2 separate regions of the Canis lupus genome follow, and region 1 is linked to region 2. Evidence: chromatin contacts called from public Hi-C data. All regions are on one chromosome and are shown on one strand. Each heading gives the region's core, a stretch centred on a gene start, on an enhancer-like site or on the middle of the called end of the contact. The rest is flanking DNA. Distances are from core to core; before and after follow the strand shown. Region 1 holds the start of LOC102154731. Region 2 holds the start of H2BC18 (histone H2B type 2-F).

Region 1 (6,889 bases), core at 2,356-4,855, 340 kb after region 2:
TCAGGCTCCCTGCATGGAGCCTGCTTCTCCCTCTGCCTGTGCTTCTGCCTCTCTCTCTCTGTGTCTCTATGAATAAATAAATAAAATCTTTAAAAATAAATAAATAAATAAATAAATAAATAAGGTAAAAAAAAATTTAAATCTGTCTGAAAACAAATTATGTTAATAGAAGAAAGCAGTTTACATAATATCAGGAGAATTTGGCCATATTAGTTTTGTACTTCTGAAGCAAGACATGCTAAATACAACAAACACTAACACCATGAAAAAGGTATACTCTGATGTGGATCAGGGTAGGTTCATCATGCTTGCCAGACCAACAAAATATCTCTCAACACCATCTAGCATGTTCTGTTCTAATTCCATGCTCTGATTATAACTTGGCCTCCCCATTATCTTTTTCTGGGAAGGGGTTATTCTAGAACTCCACGTAGCCACATGAGTACTTGAAATGTGGCTAATCCTAACTAAGATGTGCTTTAAGTACAAAAACCACCCCAGATCTCAAAGACTTAGTATGAAAAAAAGAATGCAAAATATCTCAGCAATAACTACATATTTATATGTTAAAATTAGAACATTTTGGATATATTGGGTTAAATATATTATTGTTACCTGTTTCCTTTTACTTTTCTAATATGGATACTAGAAAATTTTAAATTACTTCTGTGGCTCACATTTGTGGATAGTATTTTTTTTCCCCCCACAGGAGACAGAGAGAGAGAGGCAGAGACATAGGAAGAGGGAGGAGAAGCAGGCTTCATGAAGGGAGCCCAATGTAGGACTCCATCCCGGGATTCCGGGATCATGCATGCCCTCAGCTGAAGGCAGATGCTCAACCACTGAGCCACCCAGGCATCCCCATATTATCTTTTTATTGATGAACACTGATCTAGAACATTAAACAAGAATACTGCAATCAATATAAATGTACAATCTCCCTAAAAACCAATAAATTGACACCAGGTTTAGACAGCAGTCTCTTGAGTTTTCATGGCACAAGTCTAGCCCTCATATTTGCAATGACAAAATCAGATCCTCAATGAAGTGAGCAAATTAAGGTTCCGGCACCCTCTGAGCTTCCTGGGCATAAGCTGTTAGCTCCACTATTTGTCTACCTCCTAACATTTCTCTCTTGGCTCATAATCTTGTGTTAGACTGTATTCTTCGAGGGATAGGATTGTGTATTATTCATCTTTGTTTTCCTAGCACTTCAGTGCCTTAAACAAAGGTATTAAAAGGTTTTTTAGGAGCACCTAGCTGGCTCATGTGGGTAGAGCCTGCAACTCTTGATCTTAGGGTTGTGTTCAAGCCCCATGCTGGGTATACAGCTTCCTTTCAAAAAAAAAAAAAAAAAAATCTCTTTAAAAAAAAGTTTGTTAAATAAACATTCTTCCACATCTTATGCCTTTGATCATAGTTATAGGCCTCCTTACCTTAAAAAGCTTGTGAACATAACCTCTCCATTGGTTTTTTTACCAGGTAAACGTAAATGATTCTTGAAGATTGAACACATAAAAACCTGAAAGTAAATCACAATCATGTGAATTAAAAATAATTAATATCTAACTTGGAGTGATAGCTTTACAACCATCACAGCACAATGTATTTTATTATTAAGGACAGAGCCTTAGAGACAGACTACAGAATTGATATTTCATCATTATGCAATGGCCTATATTATATGACCTCTTATTTGTCCCTGAATTCCAACAGCAACCTCATGGCTGATACAGAATAGCGGCGGAAGGGAAAATAGATGAAACAAAAAGGAAATACTTATCATGAGATGTGTGATGCTTTGGCTTCTTAACATAGACCAGATAAGGGATACCTGGGTGTCCCGCAGTTGAGCGTCCGCCTTTGGGTCAGGGCCTGATCCCGTGTTAGGGGACGGAGTCCTGCTTTGGCCTCCCTTTGAGGAGCCTGCCTCTCTCTCTCTCATGAATAAATAAATCTTTAAAATATATAGAGAGACCAGATAACAATAACTGCTTTCTCAGCAAGTAGTTTCACAAGGTTTAGTTGAAAACTGCAAAAAAAACAAATTCACTACCAACTTTCCCTGTTAATAACTATTTCTGAATACTATGACAGCAACAAAACAATGCTGAAAACACAATCTCTCAATATGGCGGCGGTGGGGTCAAAAACCTTCCTCCTAAATATTAACCTGTCAGAAGGAAAATCCTTTTCTGAGAAATGCTGGTACCCAACAGAAAATCCTGACTTCTTAAAATCCAGGTATGTGCCTATCTCTTATTTTAAATGAAGTAGTTGGTCTTCATTTAACCCAATTTTGTGACTTTTATAAAAGCCATTGAAAAAGCCTGAGAAACTACTGTCATTAGATTTACTAGATTATTTGTAAACATTGGGTTTACATGTAAACATTGGGTTTACATGTAAACATATGGGTGTTGCGGGGGGCTCAGTTTCTAGAGCATGTGACTCTTGATCTCAGGTTTTGAGTTCCAGTCTCACCTTGGGTAAAGATTACTTTAAAATAATTTTTAAAAAATTAATGGATGGGTTTATGTTTCTATAGAATTAGCAACTCTAAATTTTCTGGTAAGATCTTATTTTTAAGTAATCTCTACACCTAATGGGGGGCTCAAATGCACAATCCCAAAATCAAGAGTCACGTGCTCAGGATGCCTGGGTGGCTCAGTGGTTGAGAATCTGCCTTCTGCTCTGGGCATAATCCTGGAGTCCCCGGATCAGAGCAAGTCCTGCATCAGGCTCCCTGCATGGAGCCTGCTTCTCCCTCTGCCTATGCCTCTGTCTCGAATAAATAAATAAATGTAAAAAAAAAAAAAAAAAAAAAAGTCACATGCTCTACAGACTGAGACATCCAGGTGCCCCACTGTCTTTTGATGTTTTTATAAAAATTGTGTACACACAAATATTTTCTGAAATGTGACTAATTCTAATGAAAAGTATAATTTAATGAGTTTTTCTCCAATAGTTTGAGACACTTCTAACAAACTGCAATTCAGTTGCCCAACCTAAAAGAATTGGAAAAAGTCCCAAGCTTGCTGACCTTTACAAAACTTCCCCACTGGAACCACTCTTCCCTTTCAGGAGAAAGAACAAAAAACAACAACAACAAAAAAAAACAACCCTCAACCTATATTAAATCTCTTTATCATTTTCCATGTGGTCTAAGTGTTATTTTTCAGTGCTTTATCCACGAGTAAATGGTTGCTCTAATATTTTCCAGAACTGATTTGTCCTTAGGCACCAAATTGATGAAGACTAAGATCCAGCAATTTTGGCATTCAATCGGGAAAATGAAAATAGGAAAACCACAAAAGAGCGGGCTAGCTCCTACAGACAAGAAGCAAAGCTCACGGAACAAAGGCCCCTGGAGGGCAAACTTGAACCTACACAATCAAAAAGCAGCAAAAAGTGTCCTCCAGTTGCACTTCCACCGTAGAAACCTTGAAAACCTAAACAACCCACCAACGTTTACACTTGCTAACTTGAATGATATTCATGAATGTGCGACCAAGAATTCAAATTTCAAATTAAATTAGGAAGAAAACAGAAACTCTGAAAATCGTTAAGCGAAGTTTGGCAAAAGCGTAAAAGAACAAAGAAAAGAGGGATCCCTGGGTGGCGCAGCGGTTTGGCGCCTGCCTTTGGCCCAGGGCGCGATCCTGGAGACCCCGGATCGAATCCCACGTCAGGCTCCCGGTGCATGGAGCCTGCTTCTCCCTCTGCCTATGTCTCTGCCTCTCTCTCTCTCTCTCTCTATGTGACTATCATAAATAAATAAAAAAAAATTTAAAAAAAAAAAAAAAAAAAAAAAAAAAAAAAAAAAAAAAAAAAAAAAAGAACAAAGAAAAGGAAGGTCCTGAGGACCCGAGCAGCGAGCTCTGCCCGCGTTAGCCCCGCCGACCGCGGAAGAGGGAGGAAGCGTAAGCCAGAGCCGGGCCGCCCTTCCGCCAACCGTTGGCGCCGACCTGCGGGCGCGGCGTTGCCGCTCAGCCTGCGCGTGCGCAGCTCGTGACTGAAAGCCGCGGGAGCGCGCGGGCCCGCGCTAGTCTGGGGGAGGGGCGGACGGGGCGAGGGCACGTGACCCGGATTGCGGCATTTCTGGCCCAATCCAAGGCGTTCCGGAAAGCGCCCTTGCAGAACAATTCGGGTAGCCCCGGTTCGACCGGGGAGGCCTGACTTCTTTTTAATCTCCCGGCTTCCCGGTTGCGCTGTCGGATCTAAGAAGCTTGTTTTGCGGCACTTTCTGTCCTGCGTCCCGCAGATCACATTAGGGGCACAGTCTGGAGTGACTGGCGCTTTTTTTTTTTTTTTTTTTTTTCTTTTTCTCCGTCATTAGAGTGTGTCAGCTCCTTAATTTCAGGGACTGTTGCGCTCTCCCTAAAACGCGCAAATCCAATTTCTACTGCTGGAGACTCCAGAATCCCAGGAGGGGGACTTGTGGTAAAAATAGTACTCTAAAAAAAGAAAAACTGGTTTATCTCTATCTCAGAAATTGAGGGTTGGGGAAATTAAGGTAAAAATTTAAAGAGACAGCTGTTCCATAGGACTAGGATAGATAACTTCCCTCAAAAATGTACCCTCAGGAACGCCTGGGTGGCTCAGTGGTTGAGCATCTGCCTTTGGCTAGTTGTGATCCTGGGGCCCTGGGATCCAGTCCCGCATCAGGCCCCACACAGGGAGCCTGCTTCTTCCCCTGCTTGTAGGTCTGTCGTGAATAAATAAATGAAATTAAAAAAAAAAAAAAAAGAATCTAAAGTAGAGATGCTGGAATAAGGTGTGGTTGGTAAGCCCCAGAGGAGTGTGACAGGAAACAGTTCTTGGAGAAACTCACTCTTAAGGCTAAAGTCCTTGACGTGAGAGGGAAGTGGAGTAAAAGAAAAATGAATTGAGGCAAAGTTGAACCGTTCTAATCCTTCACATGCTGACTGCTACATCTACAGCCCAGGAACCTTGGCAGTGGGGAATGAAAGGTGCAAAAGGATCAAATGACAACTGAGTCAAAACAATTTTTTAAAACAAGATATCACTCTCCATATAACCTATTACAGAAAGCTTGCTAAAAGTAAGACCCCTCACCTGGAATCCACGTCAGAAAATTTCATTCATTTCCTACAAATAATAAATCCTCCACACAGCGGAAATGAATTCCTTCTTAACTCAGAATATTCTCATATGGAATGGGGGGTGGGGGAGGGATAGTTAAAAGTGCTGGACTTGCACTGACTTTTCTGCAGGCGTTGCAGAGTGATTGTAATTGCTGCTTCCCCTTGCAGATGTTAGTTTTCCCTGGAGCTGCTGTCACTGGGTCTTTAAGTAAGTATAGTCGCTTCAACTGCAGCTCCTTCCATTACCCTTACAGGTTCTTCCATTACCCTTACAGGTTCTTCTATCAACTCCAGTCCTCCTCAGTCACAGCTGTCCATAGAAGTGATAGTAAGCTCCCCTGAGCACACTTTGCCAAGAGAAGACTGGAAGAAAATACCTCCACGTAGAGAAACCCAGTAGCTTCAGTGAGCTAATTCTGGGGTGGTGGAATGAGTTTATCCAACTCAAGTGGAGGCACAGATCGTGGCCTTCATCCACAAGGTGGTGCCATCTGAATATTTAATAGGAGAATTACAGAAAATAAGGAAGAGTTTAATGTCAGTTCTTTTTTTAAGATTTTTTTTCTTAAAGATTTTATTTATTCATTCATGAGAGACACACAGAGAGAGGCAGAAACACAGGCAGAGAGAGAAGCAAGCTCCATGCAGAGAGCCTGATGGATTCGATCCTGGGTCTCCAGGACCATGCCCTGGGCCGAAGGCAGGCGCCAAACCGCCGGGCCACCTGGGCTGCCCAGTTTTTTTAAAGATTTTTTTAAAAATTTATTCATGAGACACACAGGGAAGAAACAGAGACATAGGCAGAGAGAGAAGCAGGCTCCCCACTGGGAGCCTGATGTGGGACTTGATCCCAGGATCTGGGCTGAAAGCAGATGCTCAACTACTGAGCCATCCAGGTACCCCAGTTTCAGTTACTACTTAACAGCTGGAATTTTTTTTTTCACCAGTGCTATGTGCCTATTTGATGGCCTGTATCAATACTGACCAGTAATGTGGATGTGCCCATTTTATAAGTAACCAGGTCCAAATGATGCCTGAAGCAAAAATTTGACTATTTGTATTCATAAATTTGAGTAAGTCGTAGTTGCTTCTGATGCTTAATCAGAATTGCTGTTATGGGGTAGCCCTGCTTCAGTCTTACCACCCAAAAAGGATTAGATCTGTATGAAATAAAACTATTTTACCAGTATATAAAGTCTTTTTAAAGATGCTCCTGGAGATCAACCCACTTTGTAATTTCCATTTTGTGGCATAACCCATTCTCTTTCAAGTTAGGGCTGATCAACAGACTAGCACAAATAGCTGCCTCAGGCCAAATTACCCAAGCCAGGTTTTCAAATCTTAGGCTGATTAGTACATGAAAAAGGAATGCAGTAGTAGAATGCAATTATTAAGAAACAGCTGCAGAATCTTTGCATCCAGTACTAGGAACATAGAGGAAATTTTCAGCAACTGGGAGAATGTCACATGTTCCAACGCCTCTCTTTAAAATACAGAAGGAGGGTAGCCCCGGTGGCACAGCGGTGCCGCCTGCAGCCCAGGGCGTGATCCTGGAGACCCTGGACTCTGCATGGGGCCTGCTTCTCCCTCTGCCTGTGTCTCTGCCTCTCTCTGTCTCTATAAATAAATAAAATATTTTAAAAAATAAAATAAAATACAGAAGGAATAAGCATTACTAAAGTGGTTTGAATCACAATCTCTCACAGAATTGCCTCATTGTTTAGCACCACCAAAAAGACTTTTAGTGTAGTTCCATCATTTTCTTTAACCAAGGGGAAGGA
Region 2 (7,111 bases), core at 3,761-6,260:
AGTGGAGGTGTCAAGGTATGGTTGGAGACTTGACATATTTTGAGTCAACAATATTTTCTGATAAATCATGAGTAACTAAGAAAAGGCTTATTATTCACTCATCCTATTATAGTCACCTCCCCAAAAAGAAAACGAATCTCACAGGGAATGAGAAAAATCAAATTCCTCTCAAGCTAGGATGATGGTAAATGAAGCTCCAGCGGGTTTGAGATGCTGTGAGCCAAGAACAACATGACTTGAATTGTTTTGTAGACAGGAAGGGAAGCCAGAGCTTTTCAATTTAATGACATAGAATCGTCTGTGAATTTTTAGAGGCACCTGGGTGGCTCAGTGGTTGAGCATCTGCCTTTGGCTCAGGGTGTGATCCCGGGGTCCTGGGATCGAGTCCCGCATTGGCTCCCCACAGGGAGCCTGCTTCTCCCTCTGTCTATGTCTCTGCCTCTCTGTGTTTCTCATGAATAAATAAAATCTTTAAAAAAAATTTTTTTTTAGAAGAGATAGATATATTACAAAGGAAAATGCTACAACCTGGGTAGGAGTATAGAATTAATGGCCTCTAGTCACAGAATATAGAATGATGGAGAATTTCATCTACCCAAATCAGATGATTAAAAAATTGAAAGAGGTTATCCAGAAAATTGGCTAAAACTAAAACTTAAAAAAAAATTCCCAGGGGACACTTGATATATTGGTTACAAATAATATTCCAGGTGAACCTCATAGACTCGGGGAGGAAAACACCTATATATCCCTATCACCCTTATAGAACTTGGCACATGTAAGTTCTCCTCATGGAGTGTTCCTGAACCCTCTGGCCAGATGCAACCTATCATTCTCCTTAACTCATAACATTTCCTTAACTCTCTTTTGGGAATAACACATTTTTCCTTGAATTGTAATTATTTTTATACTGGTGTAATCTCATCTATTAGATGTATTTACATCTTTGTATCCATCTCATTGCTTTGCTAATATTATATGTTTGATATATTAATTTGATCACACATTAAAAGAAAACACGCCCTGAGTTTATATTTCAAGTTTGTTCATGTTGACAGTATGGGATCTAAAAACTTTTCATCAAGTTTTCAATTTTTGCCAAGTCATATGATGGTTCAGCTCTTGTTACAAAATGTAAAAAAAAATCTTCACTACTTAGTAATTCTCTAAAACCGTCTTGTTCCTTCTTTGTTAAAGATTGACATTCTTTCGTACCTCCTTCTTTATGCCCCCAAAGAGATCATATAATGTATTTCCCACCTGTTGTCCTGTGCTTGAATTAAATGCTTTGTAAATGCTTTGACTCTTAGATCACTTGTAGGAAATGAACCGTTTTAAAGTGAGGTATCTAAAAATTATGACAATATTAAACTGTCCTGTTTGTAAGTTTACATAGATACCACAATCCTTTCACCAGTCCTTGAAATAATGACTACCCAATTTTAATAACATTTGACCTGACCCAGACCAAGCCCATTTGCAATGCTCACTCGATCTGATGATTAAAGCTCCTTATCTTCATACTACCTTTTTTATTTTTTATTTTTATTTTTATTTTTTTGGTCTTCTGGAATGCATCTCCCTCCTCACCCTTGTTTGCAACACCAAAAAAAGCAGCATCTGAATTAGGCCGAAAAAGCTCCAGTGGAATCTCATTGTTTTGGCCACCTAGATACATTGGATGAAGGGAAGCACTCAAGTACAGTACTCTATCTGTCCCTTTTAGGAGTTTTTAATCTCCAATAGTTCTTTTAAGTGGGTCAGTAATTATTATAAATGTTTCAGATTAAAGGACCAAGAAAATTTAGGAAAAAGTGGAGAAAAAAAAGCTTATTGGAGTATGTGAACTTACCAGTTTCAGACCAGTTTCCAAGCATTCTGTGGTCAGGGCAATCAGTCAACAAACATTCACCAAGATTCGGTTTTTAAAAGATTTTATTTGACAGAGAGCTCGAGTTGGGGGGAGGAGCAGAAGGGGAAGGAGGAGAGTGAATCTCAAGCAGACTCAGCCGCTTGAGTGCAGAGCCCCACTGGGGGCTCAGGACACTGAGCCCATGGCCTGAGCCAAAGCCAAAAGTCCGTTGCACCCAGGGGCCCGAGATGCTATTTTATAATGGACACTGGAACTTTGTGAAAGTTCCCAAGAAGTTTTGTTTTTTGTTTTCTTTCTTAAGTAAACCCTGTCTAATGGAAGACAAACACAAGAAAATATAAGAACAAAAAAAGGAATTGAGGAAGGAGGCTATATTGTTCACAAAGCTACAGTTAATTGCAAATTCATTGCATAAGGAATAAAGCCTTAAGAGTTCAAAGGAGAAAGACTTCCTGTGACCTAGAATGGGATGGGAAGACTTCAAGGAGATTTGAGCAACACTTTGAAGAACTGGTAGGTCGACAGGCTTCTAGTAGTTGAGAGCAAGAAGTACTACAGTTTAAAGGAGGACCACCCAACAAAAGCACAAAGGAAGAGGAACTTCAGAGGCATTATAGGACAGTGTGTACTGCATTTTGGCTATGCCATAGATCTGAGGAAGACAAACAACTGAATGGAAATTTTGGCCAGATGGCAAAAGGCTGTGGTTTCAGGATGAGGTGTTGAAGTTTATCCTTTCGTCGTAATTGATAGCTTTTGATTAGGTGAGCCAATTGACGATGCTTTAACAACTTCCAAGGGCCAAGAGAAAGAGAAACATGGTCACTAGTCCTCAGGGAAAAGAGATCCTTCAGGATCCTAGGAGAGACCAGACGGTGTCTCTGATGGTTTGAGAAAATAGACCACCCTCGCCTTTTCCCTTATTAATTTTCCCTACTATAAAGTGTGCTGTACAAGATTTCACTGTGAAGTTAAAATTCTCAGTGAATCATTCCCCTCGCCAGGGAAAATGACTCGGAAAATCTTTTTTTCCAGTGAAAAAAATAAATCATATTCAGCCCTTTTTTTGGTAGCTGTAATTGGATGTTTGAATTCTTCCATTATAAATAAAATTCATTTAAAGTAAACTCGTCAAGCAAATTCCTTAAAATTTATCAAGAATAGCTTAGTTTCAAAGCTTGACAAATGAACTGGAAACGAAGTCCTTTTACCTTAAGGGTCTATGTTTTACTTGGTAAAACATTCACCAGCCTGTCAAAAGGTCTTGAGTTATGCAAGTTTTGAACTAAGGGATCTTTAGAAATTCATCTCCTTTTAGCTGTGGCCATTTGCACATCATGCACCCCAAACATTTTAAAAATACACCTGGGAACACTAAAAACCACCTCCCCAACCCCCATTTCCAACCTATTCGGAAACTTCAGAAGCACCTGGGAATGTTTACCAAGCACCAAGGTGGCTCTTAGAACCAGGAAATGGTTAGAGGAAACAAGTTCTTTGCCCTGGAGAAGAGAAAGAGCATCTCCTGTGGAGTGTAAGCAATCACAGTAAATGGGTTCTGCTCAGCTTTCACCAAGAGCAGTAATGTTGGCTAGGTGGTGATGAAGTTTGTTCCAAATGAAAATTAAATCCTGACAGAAAGGAAGCCAGGGTGCTGGGTTGGCCAACCACTGCCTGAGGACTGATGTTAGAGGAATTCTTGGCTGCGGGGCTGCCCTATGCATTAGGGTATGTTAATCAGCATCCCTGGCCTTTAACCACTAAATGCCGGTTAGCGTCCAATTAAATGTCCCAAGGGATGGGAGGCAAAAATAAATAAAAAAATCCCTATCTGGTTAAGACATTAGGCTGAGAAAGTTAGGCAAGGATTGCTAGGGTCAGGACTTACTGGCAGACCAAAGGACTAAAGCATAGGGCATCATTGGTTTTGGGATACCCAGACATTTTTAATAAGGACATTAAGGCGGTGGAGAGTGGGAAACGGAGATCTCCATCCGCACGCTGAAAACAAGTTCAGCTCACTTAAGGAAACCTGCTCACAGTTTATGGGCAAAGAAACCAAGTCGAACAGCAGCCCCTCCCCCAAATAAAAACTTTACTAAACTTCATTAAACCTGCTTGCTCAGTTACTGGTACGTAGGCTCCCATTGTGGACTCCGTAGATCTAAGTAAGATCACTTCGAGGGGCGCCGGGGTGGCTCAGTTGATTAAGCGTCTACCTTTGGCTCAGGTCAGGATTCCAGGGTCCTGGAATCAAATCCCATATCCGGCTTCCCACAGGGGGCCTGCTTCTCCCGGTCTCTGCCTTTATGTCTCTCGTGGATAAATAAATAAAATCTTAAAAAAAAAAAAAAAAATCACTTTGAGAACTAGTTTATTAGTAAGAGCCGTGCCACTAGGTGGCACCATCGCACTCCGGGAGATTCCAGATTCCGACAACCACGGTCCTAACCTAGCGCCATACCCAAACGCTTCCGAGATCACAGGCCCACCCCACCTACCCAAAAGCTCAAGTCTTTTAGCGAGCGCTTACAGCCCCTTTCTGTGACAAATTAAGTGGCTCTGAAAAGAGCCGTTGGGGTGAAGTAGCCTCTACTGCGTCCTTTGCGCGCCCTTACTTGGAGCTGGTGTACTTGGTGACGGCCTTGGTGCCCTCGGACACGGCGTGCTTGGCCAGCTCGCCGGGCAGCAGCAGGCGCACGGCCGTCTGGATCTCCCGGGAGGTGATGGTGGAGCGCTTGTTGTAATGCGCCAGGCGGGAGGCCTCGCCGGCGATGCGCTCGAAGATGTCGTTGACGAACGAGTTCATGATGCCCATGGCCTTGGACGAGATGCCGGTGTCGGGGTGCACCTGCTTCAGCACCTTGTACACGTAGACGGAGTAGCTCTCCTTGCGGCTGCGCTTGCGCTTCTTGCCGTCCTTCTTTTGCACCTTCGTGACAGCCTTTTTGGAACCCTTCTTGGGAGCGGGAGCCGATTTTGCTGGATCAGGCATTTTTGCAAATAGCAGCGTTTACACACCAAAAGCGATCCGGACTACTTCCAAAGGGCTTGATTACGTGCTACTTATAGAGCCTGTATGCAAATGAAGGCTCGCACAGGACTGCACTTTTATTGGTTAATTTCCAACATTATCGTCACAGAGGGGTGGAGTCCACGTAAATAATAGCTTCGGCTGGCACTTCCCTAGTGGCTAGCAGAGTAAATGCCGTCCTAGCCAATCAAAGTGTGCCATCCCAGACTCAGCCAATAAATTACGCAAAAGTACAGTATCACCTGTTTGAGATATTTGGGGATGGTTTTCACCTTTCAGTCGTAGACTTGCGTTCGTAAGAGATCTGAAGAGACAGCCAAAGACAACTTTTTCTTATTTTTGCACCGTTTGACTCCCCTACGCATTGTGGAAGCTCGTTTTGCTTTTGGTTTTTAGAATACCTAAACTGTCTCAGAAGAAAAATCAGGTAGCTCCCTCAAATTCCTATTCCTGTTTGCGCCACTTACATTATGCAATGAGGAAGGTATTCGGTACTAGGTCATTCCAGGACAAGACTTCAACATGTAGACAGGGACCTAGTTCTTAGAACTGGCGGATAGACCCAGATTCCCATCTCCGTGTTTTAATGAACACTAAAGCACGTGAGGGCCTCCTCACTTCATTTCTGCATCTGGATTCGTACTACGTATTCCGTGGCGGCGGCTTGTAACGTTACAAACGGCCGGTAGAGCACGGTCCTCCCTCCCGCAAGTTTCCTCACAGAAAGGTTGTTGCTTTAGACTTCAACGCATGTTAAGGGCAGGTTTGGCAAGAACGACGTAGAACATAAGCCGTTCAGCTGCTCCCTTAACGCGCCAGTCCGAAAAGTCAGGCCGGATTCCAGCATCCCACTACCCAACACGTGCGAGTTTCCCCGGATCCCTCGACCCCCTACACCAGGGCACGACCCGCGCCAGGCGGGAAGCGGGTACAGCTGCTCCTCGTGAAATCATGGGTGGCTCTGAAAAGAGCCTTTAGGTGGCCTTCTGATAAAACGGGGCTCTAGGCGCGCTCCCCGCGGATGCGGCGCGCCAGCTGGATGTCCTTGGGCATGATGGTGACGCGCTTGGCGTGGATGGCGCACAGGTTGGTGTCCTCGAAGAGCCCCACCAGGTAGGCCTCGCTCGCCTCCTGCAGCGCCATGACGGCCGAGCTCTGGAAGCGCAGGTCCGTCTTGAAGTCCTGCGCGATCTCGCGCACCAGCCGCTGGAACGGCAGCTTGCGGATCAGCAGCTCCGTGGACTTCTGGTAGCGCCGGATCTCGCGCAGGGCCACCGTGCCCGGCCGGTAGCGGTGCGGCTTCTTGACGCCGCCCGTGGCCGGCGCGCTCTTGCGGGCCGCCTTGGTGGCCAGCTGCTTGCGCGGGGCCTTGCCGCCGGTCGACTTGCGGGCGGTCTGTTTCGTACGAGCCATGGCGCCTTACCCGCTTTTTTCAAGAAGCGCTCGGCAGTCTTATTTATAGATATAGCCCTGTCTTGATTGGGCCGGGAGGGTTAGGAACCTCCAGGTTGCGATCTCATTGGCCAGGATTCAATCCTATTTATTCGGGTAGATTGTTATGCTAATCTTTTCCCTATAGTCACCTTTCCGTACTTTTCTGTAATCTTAGCGATCCCAGCTGTTTTTCTTCTTAGACCTTTCCTTGCAATTGGTGTCATTTTGGTAAGCGCAATTTTTAAGTGTTTTTGCAAGCTTGGGATTTAAAATATAACAGATTCCTTCGAAATAAAAGCCTACCCATGAACTAGGTTTCAGCCTGTATTTCCAGTTAATAGTTACGTAACTCCAAGCCCGTAGCTAACATTTCTTCGGCGCCTGACACTGCTAAGCGCGTTAGTTGCATTACAGTATGACGGTGACTCAACAAAATATGTAGTTGAAGGAATCAAAAATTGATTTAAGTTTAACTTCTTAACTACTCGGAGTCGTGTACTGATTAGCGCCAACTTGCAAGGTACAGCCTTCCGCTTTTCTTGAGCTTTTCGCCTTGGAATGCGGTTCCCTTCTCTCAATCCATCAATGGCCAATTAGGACCTGTAGACCAAACGCTTCTAAATAAAGGAATATGCGTCCTGGAACGTTAATTTCTCCTTCACAATGGTGAATAGTTTCTGAATAGTCAACTTGCTTATCAATCAGATTAAACGCTGTAAACAAAGCAAATCAACTATTCGTTGATTACGGAGTTGCTAACATTTTCTTCA

What was found. Hi-C and Micro-C count contacts between places; a contact is called where the count stands out from the background.
Region 1: a contact with region 2 is called in a Hi-C map of blood, with 4 times the contacts expected there. The contact joins the promoter of LOC102154731 here to the promoter of H2BC18 in region 2. A contact is called at or near these places in 3 of 9 Hi-C or Micro-C datasets (amygdala and blood).

What each region holds. Positions count from the first base shown.
Region 1 is chr17:60,109,687-60,116,575 of UU_Cfam_GSD_1.0, forward strand. LOC102154731 reads right to left here and starts at 3,606. Exons shown (of 7, transcript XR_005372734.1): 1 at 3,391-3,606; 2 at 1,437-1,522.
Region 2 is chr17:59,773,086-59,780,196 of UU_Cfam_GSD_1.0, forward strand. It overlaps H2BC18 (histone H2B type 2-F), which reads right to left and starts at 5,011. Exons shown (of 1, transcript XM_038562075.1): 1 at 1,918-5,011. The coding sequence starts at 4,868. The coding sequence ends at 4,488. All of the region lies in intron 1 of H3C13 (histone H3), which reads right to left.